Regions from separate parts of the Sus scrofa genome. Here all the other regions are linked to region 3. Evidence: chromatin contacts called from public HiChIP or PLAC-seq data. All regions are on one chromosome and are shown on one strand. Each heading gives the region's core, a stretch centred on a gene start, on an enhancer-like site or on the middle of the called end of the contact. The rest is flanking DNA. Distances are from core to core; before and after follow the strand shown. Region 1 has its middle 54 kb from the start of CYSLTR2. Region 2 has its middle 22 kb from the start of RCBTB2. Region 3 has its middle 110 kb from the start of CDADC1.

Evidence for each region. HiChIP or PLAC-seq counts read pairs in DNA pulled down with a chosen protein or histone mark.
Region 1: a contact with region 3 is called in an H3K27ac HiChIP or PLAC-seq map of alveolar macrophages. The contact joins two enhancer-like sites. A contact is called at or near these places in 1 of 47 Hi-C or Micro-C datasets (embryonic fibroblasts) and 1 of 2 datasets of contacts at active chromatin or transcription factors (alveolar macrophages).
Region 2: an H3K27ac HiChIP or PLAC-seq map of alveolar macrophages shows a contact between it and region 3. The contact joins two enhancer-like sites.

The regions. Positions count from the first base shown.
Region 1 is chr11:18,954,765-18,958,515 of Sscrofa11.1, reverse strand. No RefSeq gene overlaps it. Among named protein-coding and RNA genes, the nearest start is that of CYSLTR2, 54 kb to the left of the region's middle. Within about 2 kb of position 2,110, at least 25 of the 83 cell types and tissues checked have an H3K27ac peak or open chromatin away from gene starts, as enhancers often do. A contact at or near this core is called in alveolar macrophages, where this site is marked.
Region 2 is chr11:19,057,976-19,061,597 of Sscrofa11.1, reverse strand. No RefSeq gene overlaps it. Among named protein-coding and RNA genes, the nearest start is that of RCBTB2, 22 kb to the left of the region's middle. Within about 2 kb of position 1,872, at least 8 of the 83 cell types and tissues checked have an H3K27ac peak or open chromatin away from gene starts, as enhancers often do. A contact at or near this core is called in alveolar macrophages, where this site is marked.
Region 3 is chr11:18,406,964-18,410,649 of Sscrofa11.1, reverse strand. No RefSeq gene overlaps it. Among named protein-coding and RNA genes, the nearest start is that of CDADC1, 110 kb to the left of the region's middle. Within about 2 kb of position 2,074, at least 15 of the 83 cell types and tissues checked have an H3K27ac peak or open chromatin away from gene starts, as enhancers often do. A contact at or near this core is called in alveolar macrophages, where this site is marked.

The sequences.
Region 1 (3,751 bases), core at 861-3,360, 550 kb before region 3:
CCACACTATGAAGGTGGTTTAACAGGAAGTTAAATATGAGTCAGAAACAGAAAAACTAGGGCCTAATCCTCCTTATTCCATAGCAACGTGTTATAGCAAGTTCCCCTGTTTTGGACTTACAATATGACCCTGTCACTGCCATTAATACTGGAAGATTCCCTTTGCTGCTACAAAGACTTAAATAAAGGAATGCAGTCACAGAAGGGGGAAATTCTCCATGACAAGAGAAAGGGCCTGGATGGGGAGATCTGGTTAAGAGACATGAAAAATGGAGAAGAAAATGGGGCTGGGATTCAGCAGGCTATAGAACAATTATTTCAACCTGAATTAAGGGTTCAGTCTGGAAAGTCTAACAAGAAGATCCAAAGTGTCACCAAAGTTCAGGTGAAGTGACCCTGGCAACAGCCCAATCACTGCATGAAGCCAAATCTGGTTGACTACACATGTTGTGTACCTGTAAACTACCTTCTTCATGGTTTACCCATAATTCGGTCAAGTGGCTTTGCCCAAAAAGCAGCCGACTAACAGAGTTGTGCTGAAGACCCCTGGGCGGGGGGAGTACCAGGGAGAAATGGCAGCAAAGGTGCCTTCCCATGGTCTTACCCTTCAGAGAAGAGCCTGTGGTTCCTCCTCACCACCCATGGAAGGTACTAGAAGCACACGACCACGAGCACTCTCTTCTTCCATTCTATCCCAGTGGTTTCCTTCTCTGTAGTTATGTTTAATAGGAAAACAAGATTCATCCTCCCTATCTTCGGCTTTGAGATTGCACCAGGGTGTAACGTGGGGCGCTGTGCTGTCTTGACCACACAGCGTGGGCCTGTCCACCAGCTCCGCTGTGGCTGAACCTGGACCTTTCTAACAGCATCCTTATCAGGCTTCTCAGAGCTTCTGGTGAGGCCCAGGACAGCAGTCACACATCCACTTCAGGCCACAAGGGGGAAGAAAAGACTTTCCTCTTACCTCTCTCTCAGAGCTTTTCCTTTGCAAAGCAGTGTTCTTTCCAGAATGAGGTTGCCAGCATCCTGCCAAACACAGAAGACAAAAGTTAGCACCCCAATGAGCCAACTCCTTGGTTCCTCACTGAAACTCTCCAATTATGTGAGTGTTTTCCTAGCAGGCACCTGAGATCTCTAGTCATTTGTATTTGCTACTTATTCTGCCTGAAATATCCTTCTCTAATTCTCTCCTTCCTTGGGCCTGCCTAATTCCCATTCCTCCAAAAGGAATTACCCTGGTCACCTCCTCCAGGAAGTCTATCCTGACTGCCCCCATGCTACACCAAAAACTACTCATATACATGGCCCCCCCCAGCACCCTGTGCACACCTCACTATAGCATTTATCAAGCTATATTGCATTTTCTTTTTTTTTTTTCCTCCCATCAGACTATAAGCTCCACAAGGGAAGGGTCCATGTCTGGATCATAGCTGACAACGAGTGTTCAGGAAAGTACACATTTTGGGCCTTGATAAATATTTGCAGGATAAGCTGATGCTGGTGGCCAGCAGGTGCAGAGATGTGAAGGCAGCATTCAGATCAAGAACAAGGTCAAGAATGGTCAAGAACACAGCTATTGTGTCAGACAGGCCTGGGTTAGAATCCCAGTCCTGCCACTTACTAAGTGGAATTAGACCTCCCTCAACCTTAATTCTCTCCTTTAGAAAATAACAACCACAACAATGACACTAAATAATGGGTTTTAGCTTCATTTTTATGACTCTGTCTGCCTCAGGATTGAATAAGGATTAAGTGAGATGTTCTTAGCGCTCACAGTGGAACTCTGCACATTCTAAAGGCTGGATAAACATCAGCAAGACACCCTTCCCTCCCCGAATGCCAGCCTAGTCCTTCCTCTGCTAGGGCGGGTTTCAAAGAGAAAAATCATATTTGAAAGAAAACAAAATCCTGAAATTCATAATTGAAGAAAACAAAATTGGATTGCTTTTCAAAGACAGCCTCCAATCGGCCAGAAGCCGATTAGTCATCTTTTACCAAGATGAGTAAATATCTCTTGCGCTGTCATCCGGAATGACTCACAGCAGCAGCGGGTCTCATTTCCAAGGGTGCGTGTACAGTGCTTCTCAAAAGCATTTTTTTTTTTTTTTTAAACTCACAAAACTCACCATTAGGTGGCAGCCTAGCCAGAGACCCTCAGAGAGAAGAGTGGCCTCACCCTTAGGGAGTCTGCAGAGGCCGCAGTGCTTGAAGTAAATCTCTGACTCATCCAGGGAGTGTTAGCCCAGAAAATGACAAGGGTTTATTTCAACAGGGTGTAAAATATAACGTCTCTGGGCCCCAAACTGGTACAGTAGACATGGGAAGCCTGAGTATGATCTCCCCGGAAATAAAAAATTCAGGCAGTTGACAAAAGAAGACACAAGAGCTTATAAACTATTTTAGACACATGCTATAAATTCGATCCCAAGATAATGGAGTGATACTGCAAGCAGCCTCATCTAGTTGTGTGTCTCCTGGGCTTAAAAGCCTACAGTGACCTCATCAGGGTTTCTCAACCAGTGGTGGGGTGGAGGCAGGCATCAGGATCTCCAGGGGAGAATTCCTGGTTTGAGAAAGAATATCCAATATGTCTACTCTTTTCATAATACAAACGCAGGAAACAGAGCTCGATGGGATCTATTTAGTGGCTATAAGCAGAAGAAAGAGTGAATAAGCATTGAAAGGACACGGAATTTTTAAAGAGATATCAGAAACATGGACACATATTAACTATAATGATAATGAAATGTATTAAGTATTTAATATGCACAGTGCTATCTGCCTTACATGCTTTCTTTTGTTTAGTCCTTACAACCACCCCAATTATTATTATTATTTTTTGTCTTTTTAGGGCAACACCCGTGGCACATGGAGTTCCCAGGCTAGGGGTTGAATTGGAGCTGCAGCTGCTGGCCTAGGCTACAGCCACAGCAACGTGGGATCCGAGCCGCATCTGTGGCCTACACCACAGCTCAAGGCAATGCGGGATCTTTAGTCCACTGAGTGAGGCCAGGGATGAACCTGCATCTTCATGGATACTAGTCAGGTTCCTTACTGCTGAGCCATGATGGGAATGCCACAACCACCCAATTCTTAGTATTCCCACTTGACAAACAAGAGAATGAAAGCTCAGAGAGGTTACATCATTTGCCTCCAGGCACACAGCTAGAATCCTGCTTGTGTGTTGTGGAGTCAGACTGTGACGATTTGAATGCTCTGGATTCTAGCTGGGTGCCTGGAGACAAATTATGTAAGCTGACTCCACGGCACACAAGCAGTCTGAAGTGGCTGGCAGGACTTTTGAATGTTCTGGAAGGTCTTTCCAGTCTCCACTCCTCCCAGGTACACCCAGAATTCTTGGTGAGCAAACTGCCTTGCCGGACATTCCAGGAGCTGAGGTGTCCCCTGAGGTTACAAAGAAGGGGGAGAGGCTAAAGGACAAACAGTTCCATCAGACAGGTACTGGCTGCTGGGCATCGCAGCTGGGTACAAACCGAGGCATTCACTGTTCCAAGATGGAAGCCTCCACCTTGAGAAATCTCCAGCCCAAACAGGCTTCAGCTCGTGGTTGTTAAAATGCAGTACTGCTTGCCTTGAAGGCTTTGGGAATCCCTCTTGTCACCCTTCTCATTCCAAGGGCGGGCTGCAGCTCACCATGTTCTTCCTCACACCCAGGCTTTGCATCCACCCTCCTGGCCACTTATCTTCAGCTCAGATGTTGCTTTGTCTACAGAAGCCCCAAGGCCACCATC
Region 2 (3,622 bases), core at 623-3,122, 650 kb before region 3:
TTTTTTAACCTCTGCTTATCTAAAGTGTAAATCTTCATTCGTTTTCACTTTTATTTTTGGCTGCACCTATGGCATAAATAGGTGGTCTAATGAATTCAATCATTTGATTTTTGTTAATTTGTGTAAGAAAGATCCTTTCCTATCCTCTTCTGGAAATATTTTAAGACGTGCATTAATTTGTCTAAATATGATAATAATTAAATTGGATTTATTTTAAGAACTTGGGTGAATTTCAGACTCCCTTTGAGACTGTAAGGGAAACCATGAATATCTGAGGGGAAGGGGAAGTAAAAATCAAAACACGAAGCTAAAGCTCTGTGTCTGGTCATCTCTTTGATACTTGTATTCTTCCCGCCCCCACTTTTGGCTGCCCTGAGGCATGTGGAGTTCACGGGCCAGGGATCAGATCCAAGCCACAGTCATGTTCTAAGCTGCAGCTGCAGCAGCACTGCATCCCTACCCACTGTGCTGGGCTGGGGATTCGAACCTGTGACCCAATGCTCCCAAAACGCTACTGATCCCACTGTACCACAGTGGGAACTCTGATATTGTATTCTTTTTTCCTTTTTTGGTCTTTAGGTCTGAACCTGCAGCACATGGAGTTTCCCAGGCTAGGGGTCCAATCAGAGCTGTAGCTGCCGGCCTACATCACAGCCACAGCAACACGGGATCCAAACTGTGTCTGTGACCTACATGCCAGCTCACAGCAATGCCGGATCCTTAACCCACTGAGCAAGGCCAGGGATTGAACCTCTGTCCTCATGGATGCTAGTCAGATTCATTTCCACTGAGCCACGAGAGGAATGCCCCAATGTGGTATTCTTTAGAACTCTTTCTGAGACATACAATTCCTCTGGGGAAGGGGTGTATGGGGCTGACATTTTTTTCCTTTTCAGCTAGTTTGTCACAAGCTTCAAAACCATTATCATCCCAAGGGTCACCAAGCCTCCTGAGATCTGAGTCACCAAGGAAGTGCCTGGAGGATGGGCTCCTGGACTCCTGGGCAAGTGGGGAGCATGTGTTATCCTGGGCAGAGCCTGGCCCAGCTGCTCCTGAGGCTTAGGATATAGGTTTTAATCTCGAAAGTTCCCTCCTGAGAGCCTTAGATGCTGTCACTCTGGCAGCTCTGGGGCTGATCCTCTGGAACACACATTGGGGGTGAAGAGAGGCAAGTAAGAATCCTGTGGACCGTGGATGATAGTGTCTTCTGCTCCCTCCTTCCTCTCACCCTCTTGACTTGGAGAACCCCCTCGCAACAGCTCCATGTGAAGGTGGGCTAGGGCTGAGTTTTCCAGCTAACAGTAAACTGGAGGGAGCTTTCCAATAACTTTTCAGCTCACCGGTTTCTTGGTCACTTTCTTCAGTACCAGGATGACAGCATTGTTAGACAGCACCTGTGTGTAATAAACACTGCCTTTCTTTTCCTTGGGTCTTAGTCTGTTCTGGCTGCTGTAACAAAAATACCCAGACTGCATGGCTTACACAACAGAATTGTGTTTTTCACAGCTCTGAAAGCTGGGACGTTCAAGACCAAAGTACCGGTAAATTCAGTGTCTGGCGAGGGCTTGCTTCCTGGTTCATAGACGGTTGTCGTCTTGCTGTGTCCTCACGTGGTAGGAGGGGTGAGGAAGCTCTCTGGGGTCTCTTTCACAAGGGCACTAAGCTCGTTCAGGAAGACTCTCCTCTCATGACCATGCAAGAAAAACACCATCTCCCAAAAGCCCCACTTCTTAAATCCATCACAATGAAGGTTAGAATTTCAACAGAGGAATGTTTGGAGGACATAAATATTCAGCCCATTGCATTTGGTGTTATCATCTGGAAATAGGAAGCCAGTGGTTTAGTCTGGAATAAGCCAGTGCCTGAGTAAGTCAGCTTACCAGTGGGTCAGGCTCATAACCAGCCTACATGAAATGAAGAAGTAGGGCACAGCCAAGGCCATGATATCCCGCAGGGTGGACACTTGTCTCTATTAACCATAGACTGAGTATGTCTGTATTAATTTGGCCAACTGCCCAGCCCTTGCCATTCACGTCTCAGTCTGATTTCCCTTTATGGAAGGACCCACGCTAGTGTGTAATACACATGGTAAACTCAGCGAGAGCTGCAGGCTGTTTTGTATGCTCAGGCAGATGTCACATGAACATGGGCATTTAATCAGTAACTCTGCCTTTGGTGGGGGGTGATGACAGATTCTTTCCTGGCAGGATATACAGTTCCTGATAGAGTAAGCCTTCTATTTTTTCAGTTAATTGTGTGTTTAAATATATTTATATCTAACATTCTATACATAGCACACACCCATATATATATACACAGACAGACAGACACAGGCATACATGTAAGTACTTTGAGATGCTCCCAATTTTAGAAGACACAAGAGGGCTGGTAGTAGAAAGCAATCTTGTGGTTTTTATTGTTGTAGATGATATTGTAACTTTCAGTCCCTTGAACATAGCAGGTCCCTTGACACTGACATTCTGTTTGGGCCGAGCCCAGGTGCAGGCAAAGTGGGCAGAAGGGCTGAGTGGCACCTGTGGTGCTCCTTTCACACCTGCCCAGCTGTCTCAGCCACAGACCCCACCCTCTGGAAAAGCCACTTCCCACCCCTGTCCCTAATGCTGGAATTCCTTCTACCAGGAGCAAACCGTTCTATTTCAGTTCCAATTAAACAAGTATTCAAAGGCCCTAGTGGAGACAACCAACACAAGTTCAAACTTGCCTGAAGGCAGTTTTTATATCCAAAAACAAAAGTGTAGCCACTTACTGGGGATGGGAGGGGGGCATCACAGGGAGAGCACACATTGTTTGAAACAGGAATTGGGATTTTCAAAGTCAAAAACCATTAGTTCATGCTTTTTCTTTTAACCTCATCTTCCTTCTCTGACGCAACTCTGAAAAAGCGTTCAGTGCCTGACACAGCCAGGGTCAATGGGAGCTGTGCATTATTTTCCTACATATTTCACCTGTGCTTTAAGTGTAACCATTTATTCAAGACCAGCCAATAATTAACTGGCTATAAGGAAATCACATGATTTTCTTAGTGAAATGGCATCAGAAAATAATTTCCTGGAATCACTGACAACTGTAAACAGCTATAGCCACGTTCAGGCCATTGCGTGTCAGCCAGTGCCAAGGTCCTTTTTAATTACAGACGGTGCCTGCCCTTTCTGGGCACTGCTAGCTCAAGCCATCTGAGTGAGGTGGGCTTTTAGGGACATGGGTGAGCCTTGCCTGGGAGTCTTGTGACACCCAGTTGTCTTGCATGTTTAACCAAAAGCTTTCCTGGAGCTGGAAGTAGCATGACTGTCCAACCATCAAACATTTATTTGAGCACTCAGTACTGGGCACTGTCAGGCTCTGGAAATCAAAAAATTGGCCAAAATAAATAAATGAATAAAAAAGGCAAAAAAAAATTAAAATAAAACTATTGTTTCAACTCTGGAGAAATGTGCCTTTTCACACAGGGATTTTGGTTTTGATCAAACAGCTACTCCCTACTCAAGTCCACAAATGCTAAAGCTCATTATTCTAATGGAAATTGTCTGAAGGCAAACCAGGAAATGGCCTAGAAAGAACGGGTGCGCGCGCATCCTTTTCAGCCTGTTAACGTTTTGCCAAT
Region 3 (3,686 bases), core at 825-3,324:
ATGGGGATGCAGATTCAATCCCTGGCCTTGCTGAGTGGGTTAAGGATCCAGAGTTGCCGTGAGCTGCGATATGGGTCTAGATACGGCTCCTATCCAGCGTTGCTTGGCTGTGGTGTAGGCCGGCAGCTGCAGCTTCGATTTGACCCCTAGCCTGGGAACTTCCGTATGCCACCGTGTGGCTGTAAAAAGAAAAAGAATCTAAAAAGTAAAACATTGTAACTACTAGGAAGTAAATTTGCCAGCCTCCCTCAGTAGGAGATGATACCTATAAAGGTCCACTTGGCAACAGGAAACATCTGTTCGGTTTCTGTCCAAAAGGCACTTGCGGGTTCATTGCTCAGAAAAGTGACTTGGGGAGTTCCCATCGTGGCACTGCGGAAACGAATCCGACTAGGAACCATGAGGTTGCGGGTTCAATCCCTGGCCTTGTTCAGCGGGTGAAGGATCCGGCGTTGGTGTAAGCTGAGGTGTAGGTCCTAGCCTTGGATCTGGCATTGCTGTGGCGGTGGTGTAGGCTGACAGCTACAGTTCTGATGCCTGGGAACCTCCATGTGCCGCAAGTGCGGCCCTAGAAAAGACAAAAAAAAAAAAAAAAAAGAAAGAAAAAGAAAAAAAAGTGACTTGGTATTGAGAACAGAGGGCGTGCAGAGCAAACAAAAGTCCATGTGAGGATAAGCATGTGGCTGGGGCTTACAAAAGCTTGTGGGCACAGGAATAAGGCAACTCTAAGTTCTGGGGTAAGTTTGCTTCAGAGCAACCTGGGTTTTCAGAGAATAAGGAAAGACTGTCGCACACAGAGGGAGCCAATTCCTCTCTTTTCCAAGCACTCTGGGCTCACCATGTTAGGCAATGATTAGTTTACCTGATTTCACTTGCCTCACTCTGAGCTCCTTTCCCAAAGTATATGTGCTTTATCTCAGCAGCACCAGCATCTACCAACCATGGTGCTCAATAAAGTTCAAATGCCAGTAAGTGTTTGGTAAGTAAGTGCATGATGGAAAACAAAATTATTTCTTGCTCATTTAAATACCACGAGAGGAGTTCCCTCCTGGCTCAGCAGGTTAAGGATCCTGCATTGTCACTTTTGCGGCGCAGGTTAGATCCCTGGCCCGGGAACTTGCACATGCCTTGGGTGTGGAAAAGCAAAGAAACAAACAAACAAAACCCACCAAGATAATCCTTTTTACAGTTGTCATTACTTTAAACTTCTGGCTCACAGATACCTTTTAGCAGAGGTGTAACGAAACCCAAGTTCCTGTGCCTGAAGTACTGTGAAGTCAAACAATAATGAAAAGTAGGCTTTTGGAGCAGAGAAAGGTTTACTGCAGGGCGAGGAGATGCAAGGAGATGGGTGGCTCATGCTTAAGAGCCTGGAACTCACCAAGGGTTTCAAAAGAGCGTTGTCAAGACCAGGTGAGTGAGGGGGTTGCGGGATTTGTGATTAGCTCAGTGGAGGCGGTTAGTTTTTCTGGGCCGGGTAATTTCAAAGGCTGATGAGTGAAAGGATTACTCCAGCCTTCCTGGGAAAGGGGCAGAGACTTCCAGGAAGTGGGCCACCGCCCACTTTTTGGCCTTTTTGGGTCAGTCTCAGAAAGGTCATGGTTCCTGCAAGCGAGCTGTTTAGCATATGCTAATGTATTATAATGACTGTATAATAAAGCTCAAAGTCTCCAGGAAGCCAACTCTTCTGCTGTCTTGGGCCTTGTCGGTTCTAACCGGTTTTGTGGTATCCTGTTCTTAATGTCTGCGTCATTCTTTTCATGGTTGTGCCCTGTCCGCTTCCTTCCTGTCTCATTGTTACATCTCATTTTTCTTTAATTTAAAAATACCTCTCTAGGCTGCATGAAAGGTTTAGAAAAGGAAGCCCTGCCTGACCTGCAGAACAGACCCCAAATCTGCCAGTATCTACAGTTCCTTCTGTATTCCTCTCCCAGTACTCCTGGATTCCCAGGAAGGTTAGGAATCACTAGTGTGAGGTTTGCAAAGTCAAGGTTGATTCCTTTCACAACTAAAGAAAGGATAAACTAAACATGAAACATCTGCTAACACGCTCTGTGACCTTGAACAACGGCTCGCCCCTCTCTGGGTCTCAGTGTTCTCAGATCCAGAAGGCCCTTATTCTAACACGCAGCCCAAAACTGTCTGACCAGACATACACCAAGTCCTACTGCCCCGACCCCAAACCACCTGGAGATGTTACATTAGCCTCCCAACAAACCTATAAAGTAGGGTTTCCAGGAGACAACAGGATGTTCAGTTAAATTAGAATTTCAGATTACCAGTGAATAATTTTTTAGTATAGGTGAGTTGCACGCAATATCTGGGAATCCTGTTTTTTTTTTTTTTTTTTTTTTTTTGCCTTTTTGTCTTTTTAGGGCTGCACCTGTGGTATATGGAGGTTCCCAGGCTAGGGATCCAATCAGAGCTGCAGCTGCTGGCCTACCTACCCCACAGCCACAGCCACACCAGATCCTCGCTGTGTCTGCAACGTACACCACAGCTCACAGCCACACCGGATCCTTAACCCACTGAGCGAGGCCAGGGATTGAACCCGCAACCTCATGGTTCCAAGTCAGATTTGTTTCCGCTGGGCCACGATGGGAACTCCAGAATCCTGTATTTTCATTTGGGAAATCTGGCAACTGTTCTACAGGGTTTTTGTAAAAGCCTTATTAGCTCTATTAACCCTATATTAGAGATGAAGCAACTTACTTCTGGTCACATAGCCCGGGTTTGAACCTAGGCTGGAGTAGGACCCCTGAAGCCTGCCCATAATCACTAGACACATCCTGCGCCTGCTGTCTGTGAATAACCCAGCACGTGGAGCTGAGGTCTCCCCATTGAGGCTTGTGTATTGGCTTTGTCATAATAAGGAGGTGATTTCCTTGCTTTTTGCTGTGATCCAAGAAAAGTAAATCTTCCCCAATTCTGAAAATCTGTTCTTCGCAGAAAAAGCAGGAAACTGTCCTTGGTTCTTGTTCTCTGGCACCAACAGGGTCACCACATGCTCTTCTGAAACGGGTTTGCCAACGTGCATCCCAGGCAATGCTAGTCTGACAAGTTGTTAACAGGTGTTGTTTGTTTAAAAAAAAATGGGTTTCAATAGTCAAATTAGCTTTTGGAAGAAAACGTGGATTGTGTTTAAGTTCTCTTAGGTGCAGGACTTTTCAGAGTCTTTAACATTCTAATGTGTACTGTGGCTTCTAAGGAAAGGATCCAGTAAATTATGGTTCCTAAATTTTGATGACAGAATTCATCTAATTTTTTTCCAAATGTCCCACAGAAAATCATTAGAGGATTGCTATTTTTAAAGTTATAGAGAGAATAATCAGTAGGGTGAATTCCAATGTACCCACCAACCAGCTTCAATAATTATCACTCACGGTCAATCTTATTTCATTTTATGTGCCCATGCGCTCCTAAAGGAAATTTTTAGAAGTAATCCCATACATCATTATTCCATCCCTAAATAGGGAAAGGCCATGTGAAAACATTCTCTCTCCCCTAAGCAGGGGGAAAAAGCACAAGTTCAGGTGGTCTCAGACAGAGAGAAAAATTCCTTCTCATTCCACTTGGGTTTTACAAAGAGAGATATTAAGTCACAAGGTAGGAGTCTTGCCATTCTTCAAATATAGAAGTTCCTTTTTTTTTTTTGGCTGTGCCCACGGCGTGCTGAAGGCAGTCCA